Regions from separate parts of the Mus musculus genome. Here regions 2 and 3 are each linked to region 1. Evidence: chromatin contacts called from public Hi-C data. All regions are on one chromosome and are shown on one strand. The core of a region is the stretch at or near the end of the contact, and the rest is flanking DNA. Distances in the headings are between cores, read along the strand shown.

Region 1 (3,962 bases), core at 1,334-3,833:
TTCGAATCCCCGGACCCATATGATGATGGATGTGGCTACTTGTGTCTGTAACCTGAGTGTGGGGAGCAGAGCAGAGACGAACTCTGGAGTTCACTGGCCAACTAAGCATCTCAAAGCACAAGGTGGAAGGAGAGTTCTAGGAGCCACTCGTGTCCACGCCTGGCCTCCGCCCACACACGCAGGGGCTCCTGCGTACACACCAGGAAGGTGGGTCTCTGTGAATTTAAGACTAACTTGGTCTATGTAATGAGTTCCAGGCCTGCCAAAGCTTAAAATCGTTGAGACTACCTCAAAAACAAAAGAAAAAGGTGCGTTCAAGCCTTACTATGGTTCGGAGTCAACTTCTCAACGTTCACGGTGAGGTTTTCCTTTGGGTCTTGGGGACATTCTTTTAGTCTCTCTCTGCATAAACTACTGGCAGAGCCATATTGCAGGACCTGAAACCTTAACTTGATGACCCTCCTCCTCACACCCACTCTTTAATGAGAAGTTCAGACTAGCAAACATTATTATTATTATTAATTATTATTATTTTTTTTTTTTTTGGTTTTTCGAGACAGGGTTTCTCTGTATAGCCCTGGCTGTCCTGGAACTCACTTTGTAGACCAGGCTGGCCTCGAACTCAGAAATCCGCCTGCCTCTGCCTCCCGAGTGCTGGGATTAAAGGCGTGTGCCACCATGCCCGGCCTTTTTGTTTTTTTTCAAGACAGAGGATTTCTCTGTGTAGCCCTGGCTGTCCTGGACTCACTCTATAGACCAGACTGGCCTCAAACTCAAGAGATCCACTTGCCTCTGCCTCCCAAGCACCACCACGGCTGACTTAATTCATTTTTTTTTTTTTTCGAGACAGGGTTTCTCTGTATAGCCCTGGCTGTCCTGGAACTCACTCTGTAGACCAGGCTGGCCTCGAACTCAAGAAATCTGCCTGCCTCTGCCTCCCAAGTGCTGAGAGTAAAGGCATGAGCTACCACTGCCCAGATCATTATGTGTTTACATGTATATCTGTGCACATGTTTGTGTCTGGTGGCCATGGATGCCTGAAGAGGGTATTGGGTTCTCTATAACCAAAGTTACAGATGGTTGTGAGCCACCATATGGGTGCTGGGATTTGAACCTTGGTTTTGCAGCCCTTGAGCCCACTTCTCCAGGCCAGGCTGGTCAGTTTTGAAAAGAGGCTCGAAGGAACCTGCGTTCCTGATGAATCTCTTAGGTATACAGTGCTCAGGAGGCTGTGATGGCCCAATGGCCATGGCAGGCTGCACAAACCTGGCTCAATGTGATTTGGAATTCACAGAATGGCTGGCACCGTAGTCTGGACGCTCAGCCTTGAGAGGCGGGAGGCGGTTGGACACAGATGAATGCTAGAACAAAAGGGACTTGTCCCACGGTGCCCTGTGTTCCTCAGTGGCCTTATGGTAGCTTCCAAGGTTGATCACTGGGCTGTTCAAGAGGGCTGCTACCTAACTCTCAATAAACATTGGGTCCTGGAGCCAGGCCTAGCATCAACTCCAGTCATCTCTTGGCCCTCCGGGAAGGAGCCTGATTGTGGAAGGGAACATTGAGTTTTCTTGGAAAAGGTACAGTCCCTTCCACATTAAGAAGTGTAGCTCATGAGATGCTGGCAGCTGATGTCACCTAGGTGAGGCCACCAACTGCATCTGCAGGACTGTCAGCTGCCACCCTGCAAAACCAGGGCATTCACAGAAAATTCACTTTCCATATTGAAAGATCTGGCACCCAGAAGGGTCCACGTACAGGGGTCTGCTGCAGGGCCGGATCTGGAGTACTTGACAAGCCCTGGGACACACGGGGCTTCCAACAAGTCCTGCTGAATAGATTCCCACAATGCCACATGTCACACAAAGTCAGAGGCTCCCACTCCAGCTGCTTCTGTGTGAGTGGTAGTGCTCAGATACCCGAGAGGCACCCGGGGTAGCTCTGAGGGACACTTCATATATACCGATAAATATGCAAAAACAAGCTTTGAATTGGGAGCTCTGACGGCATCAAGTGAGGAGAGACCGGAGGAAGGGGAGGTCAGGGCATCTTTGGTCTTCGCCAAGAGGCAACTCTTCAGTGAACTAGGAGTAAAGAGGGCAAAAGGAAACGTGTGCTTATGCCACTTGGTCCCTCAGAGGCAGCTGGAGAAACTGAGGCAGAGGGCGAGCTGGGGAACCCTGCTGGCTTCTGGTTGCTATGTGACTTTACAGGACTGTGCACACGTCCCGGCGGAGGCCACTGGTGTCCTTCCCCTGCTGCCTGTCCCGGGATCGTCCTCCCCACCCGCCTTCCGACCCCCCTGTGCCGCTGCGCGTGCCCGCGGGTCGCGTCCTGCTGCCCCGCCAGGCCCGGTGCGCACAGGCCCGGCCGCCCGCGCCCCGCTCACCCGTGAGGCCTCCGCCCTTGCCGTGGCCTCGGCGCCGCTGCAGCACGAAGAAGGGGTTGGCCCGCTCCGTCACCCATAGCGCGTTAGCCACCAGCACCTCCTCGGGCCCGAGCCACATCCCGCGGCCGCTCGCACCGGGCCAGAGCCCGTGAGGCGGAAGCGCGCGCCGCCGTCGCCGCGCCCGAGCCGAGCCGAGAGGAGCCGAGAGGCTGGGGCGGGGTCGAGACGTCGGCCCGAAGGTTGGCTCCCCCTAGCGGCCGCGCTGGCTCACAGCGTCGCCCTCCTCGACCTCTCCTGGCCTGGCAGTCCCCTCCAGCCCTGCTGCCGCTGTCCAGTTTGGAGGGGATCGCATGCTCTCTGCCTACTGTGCAGCCCAGGCGAGTTAATGTGGCAAAAAGCGTCTGGAGAAGGGTACAGCAGCGCCTGGTCAGCCTCGGGATTTTGACTCAAGTCTAAGGTTGGGATCCTCAAGAGCCCAGTTGTCAGGAAGCGCAGCTGGTGCCCTTTGAAATAAGTGCGCTCACCCCATCTGACAGATGGATTGGGGTGGCCTTGAGGCTGAGGTCACAGATGAGCACTTAATTTTTTTCATAAGCGTACAGCAGTATGATCTAGGGGCGCAGTGCCCTGCTCTTACCTCTCCTGGCCTGAAGGCGGCAGTCTCTGACAGTACAAATTCACCTTCAGATCCCAGCCCAGGGCTTCTGCCACTGAACCATGAAGCAAAACTAGCTACTGCGGGCTCTGTGAACTAGAGCCCGGTTAAACAATTAGGAACAAGATAGTTTCTGACTCAAAGGTGCAAATGACTCCGCCTGGACAAAAGGGGCGGACCATATTTATTTTGGTAAAGGCTAGGGAGACAGCTGTATGAGCTGTCCCCATGTCACCTGGACATGGCAGGAGGGTAAAAGGAAGGAGAGATAAATTCATTCTGGGAGGTTTGAGCAGATGTAATGGGTGACAGCCAGAGTGAGCCACAACCTTCTGAAACGCGGCTTGTGACTCAGCTTTCAAGACATGGCTTTCCTTACAACTTTGAAGTACAATATACTCCGGTTATCCTGACAGAGTACACAGCAACCAGTCAGTCTGGCTGTCCATCATCTTACTCCATGAGGGAGTGAGTATGATATCCATGTATGAAACATAACTAAACTCATCATCTCTCAGATACTGGATTCTCAGCCCATTGTATTAATGTGTCCTGATAGTAAGTCCTCAATGAGGACTTTGGACGCGCAGACGAATGCTGCTGTGCTCTCTGGAGAAGTCTACCCTCAAGATTTCGGAAGTAAGCCAGGCATGGTGGTAGACACCTTTACCCCAGGACTTGGGAGGCAGAGGCAGGTATATCTCTGTGAAGTTGAGACCAGCATGGTTTACCTAGCAAGTTCTAGACCAAAAATAATTTAGAAGTAGTGGACTGAGGGATGGCTCAGCAAAAGATGGAGATTGGGGGGGGGGGGGTTACAGCTCCAGGGGATCTGATACTCTCTTCTGGCTGCTGAAATTAACAGCAATAGCATTCACTCATGGATGCACACACACATATACACAGAGATAGAGACAGAGA
Region 2 (3,948 bases), core at 561-3,060, 69 kb after region 1:
ACTTTCTTCAATGGTGAGCAGTAATATGGAAGTGGAAAGCAAGTCAGGCTTTTCTTCCCCCAGTTGTTTTACAGCCATGGTGCTCATCACAGCAATAGAAACCCTAGACGGTGAGTATTTAGGTGCAACTTTCCCCTTCTCACACTACCTCTTGGTTGGGAGCTCACTTGGAAATCTTGTTCTAGACCTTTCTTTGTCATAAAAAGAAAAGAAAAGAAAAGAAAAGAAAAGAAAAGAAAAGAAAAGAAAAGAAAAGAAAAAAGAGAGAGAGAGAGACACTAGGAATAAAGAGCTATATAAATCTCAGTTTCTGGCTGAAAGTTTGGAGTGGTTATCCACTTCCAACAGATTCTAAGTACCCTACAAATTATACCAGTCCTTTCAAAGTAACCAGCTTTAGTCATAAGTCATTAGTATAAAGGAAGTCTTCTTTACCCAACTAAGGACTTCCAAATGTCCATCCACGGCTAAATGTCTTCCATGACTCTGGGTTCTGTACTTACGAAAAGCAGCACCAAGAAAATTATATTTCATCTACTGATTGTACAAATACCATTAGCTGTTAAGGTGCAACATCGTATATCATGATTTATGGACATATAAATCACGAAGTGGCACTAACTGGAACATTCCAATTTCAGGCTATGCATTCCAAAATCAATGAAAACTCCTTTTCCACATGATAGTCTTTCAATTATTCAAAAACATTTTCCTGGAGTCCTTTTTCTGACATTTTCTCCCCATAGGAACTATTCCTAGAACTCTCAAATCATTCCCTCTGAGTTCCAGACTGGCAGGGCTACATAAGTGAGACCCTGTCTCAAAACAAAGCAAGATGACAAAACCCTCAAAAAAGCTCTAATGTGGGTATACAGCACACTTTCCACCCACTCAGCTGCCAGTGGACGTCTGGACTGACTGTGTAGTGAGCCACTGTGACCGCTGTGAAGTAGCATGCTGACTTAGATCCCCTCAGATACACTCACAGGAGTGGTACAACTGGATCATATGGCACTTCTAGTTTTAGTTTTTAAAGAACTGCTCTGCTGATTTCCATAGTGGCTGGACATATCTGCATCTCCACTGGTGTACCATAAAGGTTCCTTGTCATTCTACCTACTACAGGAAACTCACCAGCACTTGTTTATTCAGTTTCAGGGTGGCGGGGGTGTGTGTGTGAGATGGACTCTCAATGTAATTTTCATATATATTTTCCAACTCACTAATTTAAAAAAACAAACTTTCAGAAAAGTTGTATCTATTTATTTAGAACCTAAAATCTTTGAGGGTGAGTTGGTGGCCTGATGCCTCGCCTCATTGTTCCATACACACACACATACATACATACATACATACATACATACATACATACATACACACATACATACATATATACTTTTCCTATAATTAATCTCAATCTCTGTCTGTCTGTCTGTCTGTCTCTCTCTCTCTCTCACACACACACACAAGAGATGGAGGAGAGGGAAACAACCCCTTCAAATTAAGCATGATTCTGAATGGATAAATTATATCATGTCACTTCAGAATCCTTTTCATATCGCCCCAGTTTCCCCAGAAAGGTTCTTTGTAGTCATGTAGACCACAGTTGTCTAAAGTGCTTAGCCATCAGGTTTTTTAAGAGTCTGTCAGTTTCAAACAGTCCCTCTGTCTTTGCTTGCTGGTGATGACCTTGAGAGCTTGCAGCTCGGCTGCTCTATAGAAGACTTCATTTCCTCGCAGCGAGGCCCAGGTCCCGCTCCTCTGGCAGGAACAACACATAAGCCGTCCTGTGCTTCCCACTGCCAGATGGTGCAGGCCTGATCCATCCATTACTGCTGTTTGCTTTGATCATCGGTCAAGTGACGTCCCCCAGACATCTGAACCATGAAGCTACTCTTTTCCCCTGTGTCATCAGTAAATATTCTGTGAGGAAGCACTTTGAGACCAGGCAAATACTCCACTTATCATGAAATTTCCATTTTCTTTTGCCTTTTATGAGTATGGAGTCATAGGTTAAAATAGTTACTATTAATGTTCATTCTGACATTCAAATTTCAAGTATGCTCATTAAGAGAAACAATTTACAGTTTTTCCATCTTGTTCTTTTCTGGACAGCTGTATTTTAAGTATCTTGCTAAAAGAAAATGCTAAAAATGAAGATACTATCTTTAATGTCAAGAGTATCATAAGGTTACTACTTCCTCACACTAGATTATGCTCACAAGGGCACGGCTAGGTGTTTTCCTAGTAATCCGGCACAAATTAGCCAATAATAATGACCTCCCAAAATTAAGAGTCCAAGGATTTCTCCATTTGAACTCTTCCTTAAACCAGACACCTTCACAAACCTTTGTTACTGATTTTAAAAAATCCAATTTGCATGTCATCTTAATACCTTCTTATTTATTATTTGTGTTTCAAGATTCTATCTCCCTAGTGTTGTGTCCTTTTCAAGTAAAACTTCTACACTTATGCTTTGTTATAACTGTCTTATAAAATACTTTTAAGTAGGTGGAGGAGAGTGGCCTACAGGCTAGCTTTCACACCAGGCATCAGAACACTATACATCTGTTAGTCTTCTAACCTGTGACACAAAATAGATTTCTATTTTGTGTGTAAATGTAGGGGTGTGCATGCATATATGTATGGTTGTCTTCCTCTACCACTCTCTACTTTTTAAAAATCATCTAATTTATTAGCGTTTGAGGATATCCATATGTCACTGAATACATATGGAGTTGAATTTAGGTTATGACGAGCACTTTACCTGCTGAGCTATCTCACAGGGCCTCTGGCTGACTCTGGGGCTCACCAACTTTGTTAGGCTGACGAGCCAATAAGCTCCAGGGATCTGCCTGTCTCCACAGCCTTAGTGCATAGACCACAGTGCCTGGCTCTCTACAAGTGCTGCGGGTCTGAACTCAGGCCCTGCTACTTCTAACAGCAGCCACTTCACCTCCTGAGCCATCTCCTCAACCCCATGAAATCTATTTCTAAACCAGCATTCCAAACCTACGTGGGTTCCTAATTCAATTTTATCTTCTTCTTCTTCTTCTGTGGTCAGTGGGAAAAAAGATAAAGCACAAGACAGACAAAAAAAGCACATCAAGTGATGGACTCAGACAAGAAGGGAAATAGATCAGGTTGTACTCAAATACCAGAAACTTATAAGGGATTCTCCATCTACTTAAGATATGTAAATTAAGGAAAAGTTAAAAACCCATTGGGAAGTTTTAAAATGGATTTACTACATTTATTTTATGAAGTCGTTATTTAAACTATTGCTTTAGGGGAAAAATGGCTTAGCAGATAAAGGCTGCTCTCTTCCAACTCTTAGAGCACTTACTCTGTGCGGTTCTCAAGCACCTGGGACTCCAGCAAGCAGGGAATCTGGCTCTCTTCTGGCCTCCACCAGCATCAGTACAGATGTGGCATACACTTAGAGACACAGGCATACAAATAAAAACAGATCTTAGGGACAAAAAACCTATTTGTTCCAGTGTTTCAGGTTTACATTTCTTAATTTTATTTTTGGGTCTGGGGAGCAGAGACAGAGATTCTATGTAGCTCTGATATCCTGGAATTCACTATGCAGACCAGACTAGCTTTGAATTCAGACATCTGCCTGCCTCTGCCTCTTCAGTGCAGAGTTAAAAGTGTGTGTTACTATACATAGCATTTTTTAATGTTTTAAGAAATATATGTGCACTTCATAGAAAATATAGGAGCAATATTAGAAATATAGACAAACGTGAACATTCAATTTAAACTTTGCCTGTCATAGCAGTGCAGTTAAAACTATAGGCTCAATATTTTCTGAGGTAATTAGACCCATATTCAGGGAGAAGTTAAAAAACAAACAGACAAATAAAAACAAATCAAACTCCTTAAGTGCTAATACAGCAGCATGACTGTATTCTTCATTCCCGTTCATGGTAAGTGGCCCAA
Region 3 (3,699 bases), core at 590-3,089, 120 kb after region 1:
TAACTGCTAACTTCAATCTTACAGAGCTTCAAATGGTTTTGTTTTGTTTTTGTTTTTGTTTTTGTGGGGGTTACAGAGGATATTGAAAACTTGTCTCATACTGCTTTACTCTACTAAAAAGCTGGCTCTGAAGTTTGCTTATGGCCCCATGTCTACATTATCAAGCATGCTTGTTTAAGTTTCCTCTAAAATCTGTGTTCTGGGTCAGGCTGGCCACCTGACTCCGTGACAGGGATAAAGAGAACAAAATAGAACAGCCCAGAAAAAGACACTATGTGCTTTAAAATAGCTAAAAAGTGAACTCTTCCCCAAATTGATTACCTCCGCTAGCTCACCTCACACCTGTTTCCCTGTCTTATTTAACTAAGTACTTCCCTCTCCTAGAGCTCTAAAACTTATTCTCAAGATTTGTGAGGCCTCTGTGTAAACTTTCTGTATCTCAGGATTTCATTGGGTATAGTTTTTTTTTTTAATCTGTAACATTTGTAACAAAAAGTTTGTAACAGAAAGAGCTGATAGGTTTTAAAACAAACAAACAAAAACCCTATAGGTAGGATTTCTTAATTTGCTGCAGCAAGATTGTATGTAACTGGTTTCAACAATGTTACCAGCGCTGCCCTGTTTCAGAAGTGGATGGGGGGGGGGGGGGGAGCGGCTTTGGACCTGACAGTGCCTGACTTAAAAGACCTGATGTTTTCTCAGGCTTGCCTCAAGCCTGCTGGATGTCACCAACCTGTATTGTTTAATTGCTGTTTTCTGAAACGCTAATAAAATTGTCCTTGAATCTCCTTCTGAGTCTATTTCTAATTTTCTTTTTTTATCACTGAGACTAAAAATGCCCCCAAAAGAACTTCAATTTCCCCAGGAACACACTATCTAGGAAGTCAAAGATAATATCAGAGTTGGGCTCTGGCTCTGGCTGTCTCTGTCTCAGCCTTGATCTCTTTTGGGTTGACTTGGCATATTCTCAGATGGAGTTCATCTCACAGACTCAAACTGTGGGAGTAAAAAGGACTGTATCTGAGCTCTAAGGAATTGCAATGCAGGAAACACAGGTTCAGATAGCTCTGAAATAAATATTTTAAGGAAGGCTGGCAATGGGCTGAGGCTGTAGCTCAGTTAGAGCCCTTGCTTGCATCAATCCCTGGGTTTGAGGCCAGCATTATATAAAACCAATGTGATCCCAGCTGTCAGGAGGTGGACTGGGATTAGAAGCTAGATCATCCTCAGCTAAGTTTGAGGCTAGCCTGGGCTAAATGAGGACCTATCTCAGGAACTAAACAAAACCCAAGGCAGAAGAAATTCGAGATCAAATGGGGAAATTATAAACAATAAAAATGTCTTTGGGAGGCAATATTTTGCCCCGTCAAGGTCAATCTCAAAGTCAGCTGGCTCCCAGAGCATTGTGGAGCATCTATTAAAACGTTCTGTAACTCTGGTGGGCCATCTGTAGGGTAGGGTAGACTCTAACCAGCGTTCAGCCTACTAGTAATTGACCCTGCTAATCAACACAGTAAAAAAATTTCCTTACTGCTTCCAAGCAAAGTCAGTGTCAAACCAGGGCATTGGCTCTTCCTCATCCAGATGGAACCACTGGTAAAAGGAAGGCTAACAGAACCAGAGGTTCCCCCAAGCTCAAGTGACCAGATCCTCGGGAAAACAAAAGAGAAGAAAACGGTTAATTTTGGGCACCTAACAGGCCACCTAAAACCCAACAGGAAAGTATGAGCAAAGATAAAAATGATGCGTATGTTTCTTTAACAGTCCAAGGAGGATCCCACACCCAGACAGTAGGCTTAAGAGGTATTATTTAGACAACCATTTCTCACCAATGATTTTCTTCCTGATAAGGAAAATGCTGCCCAAGATTCAGGACATCATGACCTTGGTTTCTTTCCTTCAACACTGCAGGGCTTATTTGAAGCCAAGAAAATCGGGCCTCTTATCCTTTTAAACTAAAAATCAAATAACGGCTAAATTTTCTCTCTCTCTCTCTCTCTCTCTCTCTCTCTCTCTCTCTCTCTCTCTCTCCCTCTCTCTCCTTTTTTCGAAGTCATCTGGGAGGGACCACACACTGATTCTAGGAACTCCAGGGCTGGGAATGTCCTGGTGCATGGGGCATGGGGGTGGGGTGGGGTGGGGTGGGGTGGGGGAGAAATGAAAAGGAAAAGAAAGAAAACATGACTGTTCCTAGGTATGGCGGAGGAGAAAGTTTATTGTAGATATGTGGGAGAGTGTAGTTAGTAAAAGGGACATCTGGAAGAGTTCAGAGTGTTCTTGGCCAGACTGGGCTGTGCAATGTGGAGAGAGGGGGAGGGGAAGAGAAAGCAGAGAGAGGGGGACCAGGTACAGCGTCCAGGAGGCCCAAATGTACAAAAGGAGCAGGTAACCAAAGTGGTAAGATTATATAAGAGGAGCAGCCCAGCTCCCTGGGTTGAGTTCAGGATAGGGAGTGGGGTATGCCAGGTAGAAGGGCCCTGTAACAGATAGGGACAGAGGGATGCAGGGAGAACCTGGAGGGATGCAGGGAGAACCTGGTAGCCGGTGTCTGCTTTGATATGTTAAATAGGCACCGCAGCCATTCGTCCTGGGTTGCTTTTCTCCAATGGACTGACGCCCTCATGAGCTCCTCAAAAGATTCTAATGAACTTTGATTTTTAGGAACGCTCTCTGTTCAGGCTTCTCCTGGCCCCCTGGCTAGGACTTGTAATGCTAATCACTTTTGCTTTTACTTCTTCATAATTCTGTGCAGGCACTAGTCAAGGACTTCCCTTCCTTCCTACACCTGGCTGTTACTCAATGGAGCTACCGATACACCATCGATACTCCATCGGGGGTCTTTAGACAGGCCCACTGCAGGGGTACCCTCACTACCATATCTGACACCCCCATTCAGCTGGAAGAAGCCTGATCCACCATCTCTGCAATTTTATAATGGCAGTCAGGGTTCAGAGGGCGGGGCATGTTGACGACAAAGTCAGAATAATGAGGCAGTTCGGAGTAAAAAGCCCCCAAAGAAAAGGAGTCAGTTTCTGCCTTGGTTAAAAGCCAGAAATGGCTCCGAGCCTCTTGGCAACCTCATCCTTGCCACAGGGCACAGATGCCAAACCTGTCTGGGAGCTCTGAATCCTGATCTCGTTCACATATGATTTTAGGGTTACTTCTTCAGGGAAAATGTTAGCGTAACAATGAAGGTTCTTTAAGAAAAGGATTCCTAGCCGGGCGTGGTGGCGCACGCCTTTAATCCCAGCACTCGGGAGGCAGAGGCAGGCGTATTTCTGAGTTCGAGGCCAGCCTGGTCTACAAAGTGAGCTCCAGGACAGCCAGGGCTATACAGAGAAACCCTGTCTCGAAAAACCAAGAAAAAAAAAAAAAGATTCCTTTTTGGTCAGGAGATAGGATCTAAGCCTAGGTGGAACTTGACATTCCAGTTGGGTATTCCAGTCACCACTAGGAAGGCTTTGCTAAACAGGCAGACAGAATACTTTTTCCTATAATGAGATACTTTTTCCTCCTACAATTCTTAAGGTTGAGGTTCGTGTGGGTCTGCCCACCTTTCTGAGGCTGGACTCAGAGGTCTAACTTTTCCTTTCTTTTTTCTGTCTTCTTCTTTCAGATGCTGGCCAGAAGCTAAGTGTGCTTTTTGTGATGTTTTAGGCTTCCTTGCTTTCTCTCTAAATACTCACCCACCTTCATGAG

What was found. Hi-C and Micro-C count contacts between places; a contact is called where the count stands out from the background.
Region 2: a contact with region 1 is called in a Hi-C map of cerebral cortex, with 1.9 times the contacts expected there. The contact joins the enhancer-like site here to the promoter of Tbc1d9b in region 1. A contact is called at or near these places in 1 of 39 promoter capture datasets (liver), 1 of 15 datasets of contacts at CTCF or cohesin (CD8 T cells), 2 of 484 Hi-C or Micro-C datasets (cerebral cortex and embryonic stem cells), 4 of 115 datasets of contacts at active chromatin or transcription factors (a beta-TC-6 cell line, bone marrow-derived macrophages and embryonic stem cells) and 3 of 9 other capture datasets (adipose tissue, liver and pancreatic islet).
Region 3: a contact with region 1 is called in a Hi-C map of uterus, with 5 times the contacts expected there. The contact joins the enhancer-like site here to the promoter of Tbc1d9b in region 1. A contact is called at or near these places in 16 of 39 promoter capture datasets (the C10 cell line, the HPC-7 cell line, HPC-7-derived erythroid cells and 10 more), 4 of 15 datasets of contacts at CTCF or cohesin (CD8 T cells, the NIH/3T3 cell line, embryonic stem cells and 1 more), 20 of 484 Hi-C or Micro-C datasets (the CH12 cell line, DN3 thymocytes, the G1E-ER4 cell line and 13 more), 22 of 115 datasets of contacts at active chromatin or transcription factors (CD8 T cells, the HPC-7 cell line, the NIH/3T3 cell line and 15 more) and 3 of 9 other capture datasets (adipose tissue, liver and pancreatic islet).

What each region holds. Positions count from the first base shown.
Region 1 is chr11:50,129,981-50,133,942 of GRCm38.p6, reverse strand. It overlaps Tbc1d9b (TBC1 domain family, member 9B), which reads right to left and starts at 2,583. Exons shown (of 22, transcript NM_001290760.1): 1 at 2,387-2,583. The coding sequence starts at 2,504.
Region 2 is chr11:50,060,168-50,064,115 of GRCm38.p6, reverse strand. All of the region lies in intron 2 of Rnf130 (ring finger protein 130), which reads right to left. Among named protein-coding and RNA genes, the nearest start is that of Mir340, 7.6 kb to the left of the region's middle. Within about 2 kb of position 1,810, at least 12 of the 459 cell types and tissues checked have an H3K27ac peak or open chromatin away from gene starts, as enhancers often do. A contact at or near this core is called in pancreatic islet, where this site is marked.
Region 3 is chr11:50,007,326-50,011,024 of GRCm38.p6, reverse strand. No RefSeq gene overlaps it. Among named protein-coding and RNA genes, the nearest start is that of Rnf130, 16 kb to the left of the region's middle. Within about 2 kb of position 1,839, at least 6 of the 459 cell types and tissues checked have an H3K27ac peak or open chromatin away from gene starts, as enhancers often do. A contact at or near this core is called in embryonic stem cells and uterus, where this site is marked.